2 separate regions of the Arachis hypogaea genome follow, and region 1 is linked to region 2. A link is a contact called in public Hi-C data. All regions are on one chromosome and are shown on one strand. Each heading gives the region's core, a stretch centred on a gene start, on an enhancer-like site or on the middle of the called end of the contact. The rest is flanking DNA. Distances are from core to core; before and after follow the strand shown.

What was found. Hi-C and Micro-C count contacts between places; a contact is called where the count stands out from the background.
Region 1: a Hi-C map of an unstated tissue shows a contact between it and region 2, with 2.6 times the contacts expected there. The contact joins the promoter of LOC112741998 here to the promoter of LOC112741996 in region 2. A contact is called at or near these places in 3 of 8 Hi-C or Micro-C datasets (leaf and an unstated tissue).

The regions. Positions count from the first base shown.
Region 1 is chr14:38,327,581-38,332,036 of arahy.Tifrunner.gnm2.J5K5, forward strand. It overlaps LOC112741998 (phytanoyl-CoA dioxygenase), which reads right to left and starts at 2,256. Exons shown (of 9, transcript XM_025791209.3): 1 at 2,014-2,256; 2 at 1,800-1,924; 3 at 1,631-1,691; 4 at 1,304-1,372; 5 at 847-965; 6 at 539-686; 7 at 296-440; 8 at 90-176. The coding sequence starts at 2,068.
Region 2 is chr14:38,179,480-38,184,608 of arahy.Tifrunner.gnm2.J5K5, forward strand. LOC112741996 reads left to right here and starts at 3,541. Exons shown (of 4, transcript XM_072214078.1): 1 at 3,541-3,898. The coding sequence starts at 3,850.

The DNA.
Region 1 (4,456 bases), core at 1,006-3,505, 150 kb after region 2:
TTAGCAAATAAATTAACCTTTCAATGACATTCAAGCTCCTGAATGAGTAAAGAGGCTATATAAAAATTATTCTTAGGATATACACTTACCAATTTTCCGGTGCCCATTGGCAGCCATCAGTGTCCACCACATGCAGGCTGTATGCATGCCTTGATTTTTGGGACTGGTTTTCAAAGCTGTCATCCGTAAACAAAAGCAGAGAAGGATGAATTATAAGGATCATATCCTCTTCAACAGCAATTCTCCTTCCATATTTCATGATATACATCATCCAAAGAGAATCGTTTTAACAAACCTTTGATGGATAAGATCACCATGGATGACAACCAATGAACCAGCTTTTACTTCAATAGGAACAAAATCCTTTTGATCATAAGATGGTGAGGGTCGATCAAATTTAACACCATCTTCATCCCGTAAAAACCTTCTGACAAGCCCCTCTACAGCAGCCAAAGAACAAAGAAAAGACCAAGATCTGATAAATCAATGCAATGGATGTATGTTTAGGGAACAAATACCAAACAGAGGGAAGTATTACTCTTGTGAGATCCAGGTATTGCCCACAGGCAACCATTTAATACCGTTGCATCTTCCAGAGCCAGCCACAGCCCTGTGCATGTTTGGGGTTCGGTATAAAGAAACGAGTTATCCTGGTGTGGCACTACTTCACCCCCTATACCTGGTTGCTGCCAATTAAAATTTCATATGCCAGGTAATCATAAATTCCAGAAACCAAAATAGTCAACACTAGAATATTCCTTATTTATATGTTTATATACAACCAGAAAATGTTGTTTCAACCATATGATCAGCAATTGAACCTCAGAAAGACAGATGAAAATGTACCTTAAAAATGTACATAGACTGCATGATTACTGGCCTCTTGTAACCTAAGGAGTACATCAAACTAGAAACTTTGTTGGAAGAAGAAAACTTCTTGAATGCCGGCTCAATCTCGTGAAGCGCTGCACAGAATCATAACAAACACCACAGGCCCCAACCCCCCCAAAAGAGGATAGTTAGATTCACAGGGAACAGAATCATTTTTGGAATTAGCAATGCTACCGACAGATTTCTTGCATTCACCAGTGTACAACAGCATGTGGTCTCATCTAAAAAGGGTAACCCAAATTGAATAATCTTAGTCTTTTCACATTAACGAAAACCATGGCCTTCTACAAATTTGTCCTAAACAAATTAATTCAACATACAAGCCTAAAGGGCATCATTAAAAGAGTGCTACCGGAGGGTGTGCACGCACACACACATATATACAGAGAGCGCAAGAGTATTGAAGGCTCACCATGGCCTACTTTATTAAGGGAGAGTTGCTTGGGTTGCTTTAATTTTCCATCATCCCCAAATGCTTTCTCTGCCAATACACAAAACAGAGGAAATCACCAAACCATGCAATTATCAATAGACATTCTAATTTGTAGTGCACTTTTACTGTAAAAACAAGCTTCCAATCATGGATTGTCACATCATAAAAAAACAACATCCACACTACTTGAAAATAATCTAATAGAATGAATTACAGTGACACAGTTCATGAAAATAAACAAATGAATGGATTTATCATTTCCACAATCTTAGAAGAAACCCGTGTAAGTAAATGATTTTTGAATACCTTCGAAGAAGAAGGAAATTTTCTCTGCGCTCTCAAAGAAGTAATCATCAGTCAACTTTTGCTGTGAAATCCATAAAAACAATCAAGAGTGAGGTAAATACTACAGTTAAAAAGTAACACACAAAAAAGAAGGAGAAACAGAATGAAAGTAAGTTTGTTTTCTTTAGACCTGGTTCTTGGTGGAGAAAATAGAGGCGGTGGAGGAAGGGTCAAAGTCATTGACCAATTGGTCCATCCTCCGAACCATGGCATCAATGTCGTCATCAGTGGCAAAGGATTCCAACACAATATAACCTACGCAAAAACATGGTGATTGGTGTAAGCTTAGTTTGAAGACTAGGGATTTGAACTATGAAGAGAAAGGGGGTTAGGGTTTAGGGTACCTTGAGAATTGAAGGATTGGAGCTGATCTGCAGTGAGGTTCCCAACGATTCCCATTGGAATTCGGTGATTCAACTTCGATTACTGGAATTGTTCTCCGGGAGGGTTAGGAATTAGGAAGGTAGAAGGAATGAAGGAGGACAAAATGGTCAGATGATCATCATATATGATATATCTGCTTATCCGCTACGAAACTACAACCCAGGTTAGCTACTACTAATTACTTACGAGCAATATTAGGGACCAGTAACATTTGTGATTAGTAACCATCAAATAGTCATCAATGATAATTTAATGGTGTGAGATTGTTGTGAGATTTCATCTAATAGCTCACTTTTTTCTGCTGGTTACATACTGACCAAAATTCAATAAAATTGCTGGTCCCCTAGACTTTTCCATTACTAAAATAATTTACTTGAGGGCTAATTTGGGATTTCAGACCTTTTTTAATGTACTTATGTACAAACTACAAAACAAAAATGAACTATCTAAATAAAATAGAAAAGAGTTATAACTTGTTTAATTATACAAAGTCTAACAATAATTTTAAGTAACTTTATTTAATTTAGAGTAAAGTGACAATTAGATCTTTAAAAATATTAATTTTGGACTAATTAGTCCTTGAAAAAAAAAACCAATTAAGTTCTCCAAGATAGTAAACGGTAGACATGTATGACCACATATATGACTTTCTGTCAATAAATAGTGCAAAACAAAACTGAATTGTCCATGTATTCTGTTATTTACAGTGGTGCATGTCTCGTTATTGTCACATGAGTAGGAAAACAATGTAGTTTTACACAGTGAAGCATTTATTATCTTTTGAGTTTTCATATACCTTTTATCATAAATTCTATCAAAACAAGTGAAATTTCATTCCAAAAATTGTTTTCTACATGACTATCTTTCATAAATAGACATGTCAGAGTAATTAACAGTACGTATAAGCATCAACGTTAAGTTTTAATTGATTAATTGATAGAAGGACATCATGTGTCCACTGTTTGCCATTTTGGAGGACCAAATTGGTACTTTTTTTTCTTTAGGCACTAATTAATGCGAAGTTAAAATCTTCAAGGATCTAATTATTACTTTACTCTTTAATTTAATATTTTTATTTTATGTATGTAACTTTTAGAATTATATATTTATTATATCGAATAATTTTAATTAGTTTGTTGATTTTTATAGTTTTACTAAATTTATAATTAGATCCTATAATTTTTTTAATTATATTCTTGTACTATTTTTAATTTTATAATTAGGTCTTTGTCAATATAAAAAATATTTAGAATTAATAATAATTAATAAATATAAAATAAGATAAGTAATAACTAAGAAATATAAAATAAAATAATTTTAAATTGTATTAAGCTAATTTTCTATTGCTTTTAGACTTTTTGTTTTGTATAATATTTGTATTTAGATAAAAAGAAGGGTTTGACTAATATGTGTCTTAAAGACATATGATAAGTTTATTATTAGTAAAAAATTTTAAATATTTTTTTTAATGAATGTAAAATAAATGTATTGAAAATTTTAATTTTTTATATTTATAATATTTTTTTTAATTTATAAACTTAACATGTACCCTTAACTAAGGGAACATGTTAGCTAAATTCTAAAAAGAATGAGTTTCACACAATTAGACTTAATCATATTCGTTGAGTCTATTAAATCCTAAAATGATCTCTTAAATTGGAATCCTACACCAAAATAACCTCTAAAATTTTAATTACACTACTATAGACTTGTTGCCATAACTTGGCACAAGTTATCTCTAATAACATCCCCTATACATCCACTATTACTATTACCAATTGCTGCATCTACATTAACTCTTAGCGTTGAGTTTGGTGACTCCTCCCACTTCAGCATAAGGGGAATTAGTGGGTTTTGGCTCTTCCTCTTCTCCTCCATAGTAGCTTGGGTGTTCCAAAATTCTTCGAAGGATATCAAAGCTTTTTTTATTTCTTCCTCAATTGTTAGCATTTTTTTTTCAAAAATCATCAAAATCCTTGTTCGCCAGAGTTGGTTTAGTAAGGTACAGAAAAAGCCATGTTCTTTCTTTTGGAGCTCACCCAGAATCTCTGTAATCCATCCTTTTAAATCAATTTCTCTACATGTTCCAGACCTTAAATTGGATAGTGATGCAAACCAGAATCGCTTTGCGAATTTGCAGTGTTTGAAGAGGTGTTCTTCCGTCTCTTTTCCTATCCAGCATCCCTCACAAATTGGTGAGCATTCAATGGTTCTTCATAGTTGGGAGGGATTTGTGCAACAGTCTCTCCATGAAATTTAGTGTTCTTGGGGGACTTTGATCTTCCAAATCTATTTTCAGGTACCTTTTTTTCTTAGTTTTTCATGCCAATTTGTTGATTGATTCCTGTTTTATGCTTTAATTTCGTGGTATGCTAGCTTTACCCTGAACAGTCTATTTTTTGC
Region 2 (5,129 bases), core at 2,291-4,790:
CACTCTCTTGTGAATGTCTCATGCCAAATTCAGATTCTACATCTGGTAACCCCCCAGTCTCATTGCATCCAAGTTCAGAGTTGAAAAGTGCGGCGGGTATTACTGAATTCCTGAGCTTGATGCTCCATGAGCCCCAACGGGAATACTCTTCCCTATATCATCATTGCTGTCATCAGCAATCGTGGCGGACTCCACATCATCCTCATCCCCTAGGATATCTTCCACCGTATCCGGTTCTCCAACTGAATCGGAAATATAACAGGAGTATTCATGTTAGCACCTAGTTCTGTGAACTCATCGCGGTGTAGATCATCTGCGAAAGACGGAGATACCACCAAATCTCTCCCAAGTGCAATTACATGCACAGATGAAGACGCAACAAAAGGGATTGAACCGGAGGCTGCTGCCGTTGGTAATGTGGATGATTCCAGTTCGATCTTCCTGAGTTAGAGACCACATCCACAAGCTTAGCCAATAGTTCAGGAATTCTCACCTCCGAAAATTGCCAACGACAGTGAAATAAAACTTGTAAATCCTCGTCACTGCCTATCACAAACGAGTCGTACTTCACCTCATTGCCGACAACAGAAATCGGAATTCGATAGTATAACTTCTCGATCCGTTTCATCCCATGCATTCCCAATTTCTGTAGTATGGTGTTCTGAAAATCAACAAGGCTCATAGAAGATCTGATAAAGATGCTCAACGGATCCTTATCAGTGAACTTTATTCCCGATCGCCTTTTTTTCTTAATCGTACATTTGTATTGCACAAGAACTAAAAACCTCTCTTCACTAGCCATTGTCAGTTTACCCTCAATTCAACATTCCACATTGTGACCCTATTTATATAGAACACGCATTCTAAGTAAATTGAATTTACCCGATTCGATTTTAATCATATGCATTGGTTTCCTATTAAATCGAATCAGGTAGATTCGAATTATAACCCTAAACCCACTAACATAAATCGAATTAACCTCATTTGAATTGTATGGATGAATGTTCACCAACATAAATTGAAACACCTTGTTTTGAATTGCATGAATTTAAATTCTTTAACATAAATCGAATCATGTTAATTCGAATATAATGTAGACTTAGCAAATCGAATTAGATTATTTCGATTTGCATTAACTGAAAATAAATCAAAATAACTTGTTTCGATTTATATAAAATTATGGCACTCACATCACATTTTTCATTCTAGAAAATCCATACAATTTTTTACTTCAATTCATTTCTTTATGTCATTTGCCCTAAATTTTATCTTTGGACTGTAAGTTAATACTCAAAATGACCCCTGAAATTTAACCACCGACGCAATTTAGCTCTTAAACTTTCAATTGACTCAAATTGTACCCTGAAATTTTGACCCATGCCTCAATTTGGCCCTTCCGACATTTTTCGTTACTGGAAAGTGACTTGGCAATTTTAAATGATACATGGCACTATAACAATTAGATGACATGGCCAAATTTTTTAAGACATCAATTTAACCCTTACAATTTGAACATAAAACTAGCGCAACCCCAATTCCCCTAGATCGTAGTAGTTAATATGTGTACTAAGTATACATGATAAGTTTATTATTATTAAAAAATTTTAAATGTTTTTATTTAATAAATATAAAATAAATCCATTAAAAATTTAAAATTTTTCATATTTTTAATAAAAAATTTATTAATTTATAAAGTTAACATGTCTCTTTAAGACACAAAATAGATAAACTTTTATTTTTATTAATGGCAAATAATTTTTGTATTTAGCATATTAGGAGCTTTCTTAGATAGGTAAAGTATATTTTGATTCATGGTGGTCCAAGATTCTTTTTGAATCATAACCAATGAAAATTTGAACTAATGGTTAAGATTCAAACTTTTTATTAATTATATAATAATTATATTTATATTTAAATATTTTAAATAGTAGTTTTATTTTAAAATTTTAATTTTGTCCTTTTTCTTCTTCTTCTTCTTCTCTCTCTCACTCTCGTTTCTGTACATCACTACGTCTGATTCAATTTCATTTGTTCTTTCCCTGACTCCTATTACAAATAACATAATATCACAGAATACACAATGAAAGGTCAAGAATGTTAGTTCTTATATTTTGTTTTTTCTATTACAACTGCTATTTTTTCTATTTTCTTTCTGTCACTGACTCATTTTTTTTCACATGTTTTACTTTTTAATCTCAAATCAACAAGTCTTTATTAACACCCAAAATAGTAAGTCTTAGGAGTCCTAATAAATATGGAAGTAAAATTTTTGGTCGATGCTTGACAAACTTAAAAGTTGAAATCTCAGAAAAAAAAAGACCCAAAATTTGCAATCTCCAATTGCAATGCTTAGTTACATATATAAGTGATAGAGTGCTAGGAAGGGTCATATGAAGAACAATTCATTGTCGAAAAGATTCATAGCGCCTCAACCTTCATGAATGCCAATGGCCACACCTGAAAAGGTTGGTAGAAGAACTCGAAATTTTTTTTATAGAAAAGATAATAAAAAAAAAGGATATTAATGACATTTTGTAAAATTATTTCATATTTTTTCTATAAAGACCATTAAGAACTAATAATTGGTTATAATATATTTTAGTGGTGCAATAGTACGTGTGATAATAACAATAGTGATTGTTGGAAGAAGATGTAAGAAGAGGAAGAAGATGTGAGAGGAAGAAGATGAAGATATTTATATAATTTATTATTTTATTTTATAATTTTTTTTTGTCTAACTGTTACATTTTATGTTCAAATTATGAGAGACTAATTGATACTTTAAAAAATTTGACTATATCATCTAATTGTTACAGTGACATGTGTTATTTAAAATTATCAAATCAATTTTTCGGTAATAAAAAATATCGAAAGAACCAAATTAAAATACGAATCAAAATTTTAAAATATAATTTAAATCAATTAACAATTTAAAGATTAGATTACATCGGAGGTCAAATTTAAAGTGATTCTCTTGAAATGCACTTCTTTTATTTGGACTGCACTTTTTTAACGCACTCATTTTTAATTTTACTCCAAATTAAACCTTTGATACACTTTTCTTTACCCTTAATCTTGGGAAACCTTTCTCTTTTTCTTTTTCTCCTTCCCTTTCCCTTTCCCCCTTTTAATTATCTGAAACCATTCTGGTCAGATATCTCTAAAAAGTAAAAGCCCTTTTCTTTTTTAGTGCATGTTTGGGCGCCATTATTTTGTTAAAAAAAAATCTTTTTTTAATGAAAAAAGATTTTTTTTATTTTTTAACGTATTTAACAAATTTCTATTAGTAAAAGTAAAAATACTAGTAAAATAAAAAAAAGATCTTTTTTGAGAAGTTGTAATTTACATCTTTTTTTAAAAGATCTTTTTTTCTTAAAAAAAAAATATTTTTCGTGTAATAAATGAACAAAAAAGTATTTTTATATTGTGATACCCAAACATAATTAATAGATAAAAAAATATTTTTACATGAGATATCCAAACATAAAATTACTTTTACTTCTCTATAAGATCTTTTAAAAAAAGATAACTCAAAAAAAGATCTTTTTCAAAAGTTCACCCAAACAAGTCCTTAATTCTCTTGAAACCCTTGCCGCTTTATCTCCGAAAGACCAAACCCACACACTCTCATCTCTCAAACACTCGTTTACGGCGCCGGCACTGAACAGACGACGGCCATGGCAGGGAGGCGTCGAGTAACGGAAGCACGACAGGTAGAGAGCAACAGAACTGAGGAGGCGAGACGAGCTGCGACCGCGAGAAAGAGGTGCGGCACCAACTGATATGAGGTGGAGATGCGAAGATGCGATGGAGCTATGAAGTAGTCAAGCAGCGGAGGAGATAACTCAAATGAAAACTGACAACTTCAAACCTCTGCGACGCTGCGACGACACTCTTGGTATGCCTCTTCCCCCACTCTTCATTTGTAACTGATTCATCTCCACTCACCACTCCGTCTTCACATTCGAATGTCTCAGAATCTCTCCCTCTCTCTCCCTCTCTCTCTCTCTCTCATAACCACTCAGTCTGTCTCGGCCAAAACCGCTCATTCTCTGTTCTCAGTGACGAAGAACAGTGAAGAACGACAGGTTGGCCTTGGTGATGACCAACCGCGATGGAGAACTGAGATGGTAGTGACGATGAACCGAGACATTAGCACTGAACAGAGATCAATGGTGTGTATCTGGTTTTACGGTTTTTTTGAGGGTTTGTTCTGATTTTTGGAGTTCTACAATCTTTTGTAATTTTTGCTTCTTACTATGCTAGAGTTTTCTTTTTTATTTTGCATTTTGCTTTATGATTTTGCATCTTGCTTTGTTAGGGTTTGTTGATTTTGCATTTTGTTTTTGAATTTTGGGCATAAAACAGATGAAATCATCATGTTTTGTCTTGTTTTCTCGAAAGTTGTGTAGGATATGTGAGATAGTGTTGTGGTTAGGCTTGGTTAAAATTATATGTTGTATATTTGAACCAGAAAGTTAATGTGTTTTGTTGAGGTTAATACTTCCATTCCTTATAGTACTTTAGTTCTTTTTTAGGATAATTTTGCAAAACTTTAGCATGGAATTGAAACAGTTTTGGACTAATTTAACATACAATCGATGGGCAAAAAAATTGTCTTAGCTTAGCTGTTTCAGCAGCAAATTGCTGTAGTCTTGGCTAAGAAATTTTTAATTGGTGATTGCTATGCATGCTACTTTTATTGTTTCAAATCTAAATTTTAATACGAGTTTCATCTATTTTGTTGTTTGGAATAGTATGATGATCATATATATTTTAGTATTTTAACTCAGTTGCTGATGTTATTATTTTGGTTTAATTAATTTCTATTTACACCTTTCTTTTGTGCAAATAAATACCACTGCTTGATGACCTTTGAGAATGATTAAAGTTAAGAAATAAAACTAGCTAGAAAAGGGGCTAAGAAATCAAAAGCTAGTTGCACCTTTGAAAGACCTTTTTTTTTAAACTTCTTAGAAGTGCAAGTATTTTTGCGGCAGCCCCGCTGACCTCCACTTCCTCATTGGTGGCAGTTTTTCCTTCTAGTATAGCATGTGTTTCTGTTACTTTTTCTTTTCTTAAGTTTATTAATCCTCTGCTAGGTTAAGTTAACTTCTTAAGATGCCAAT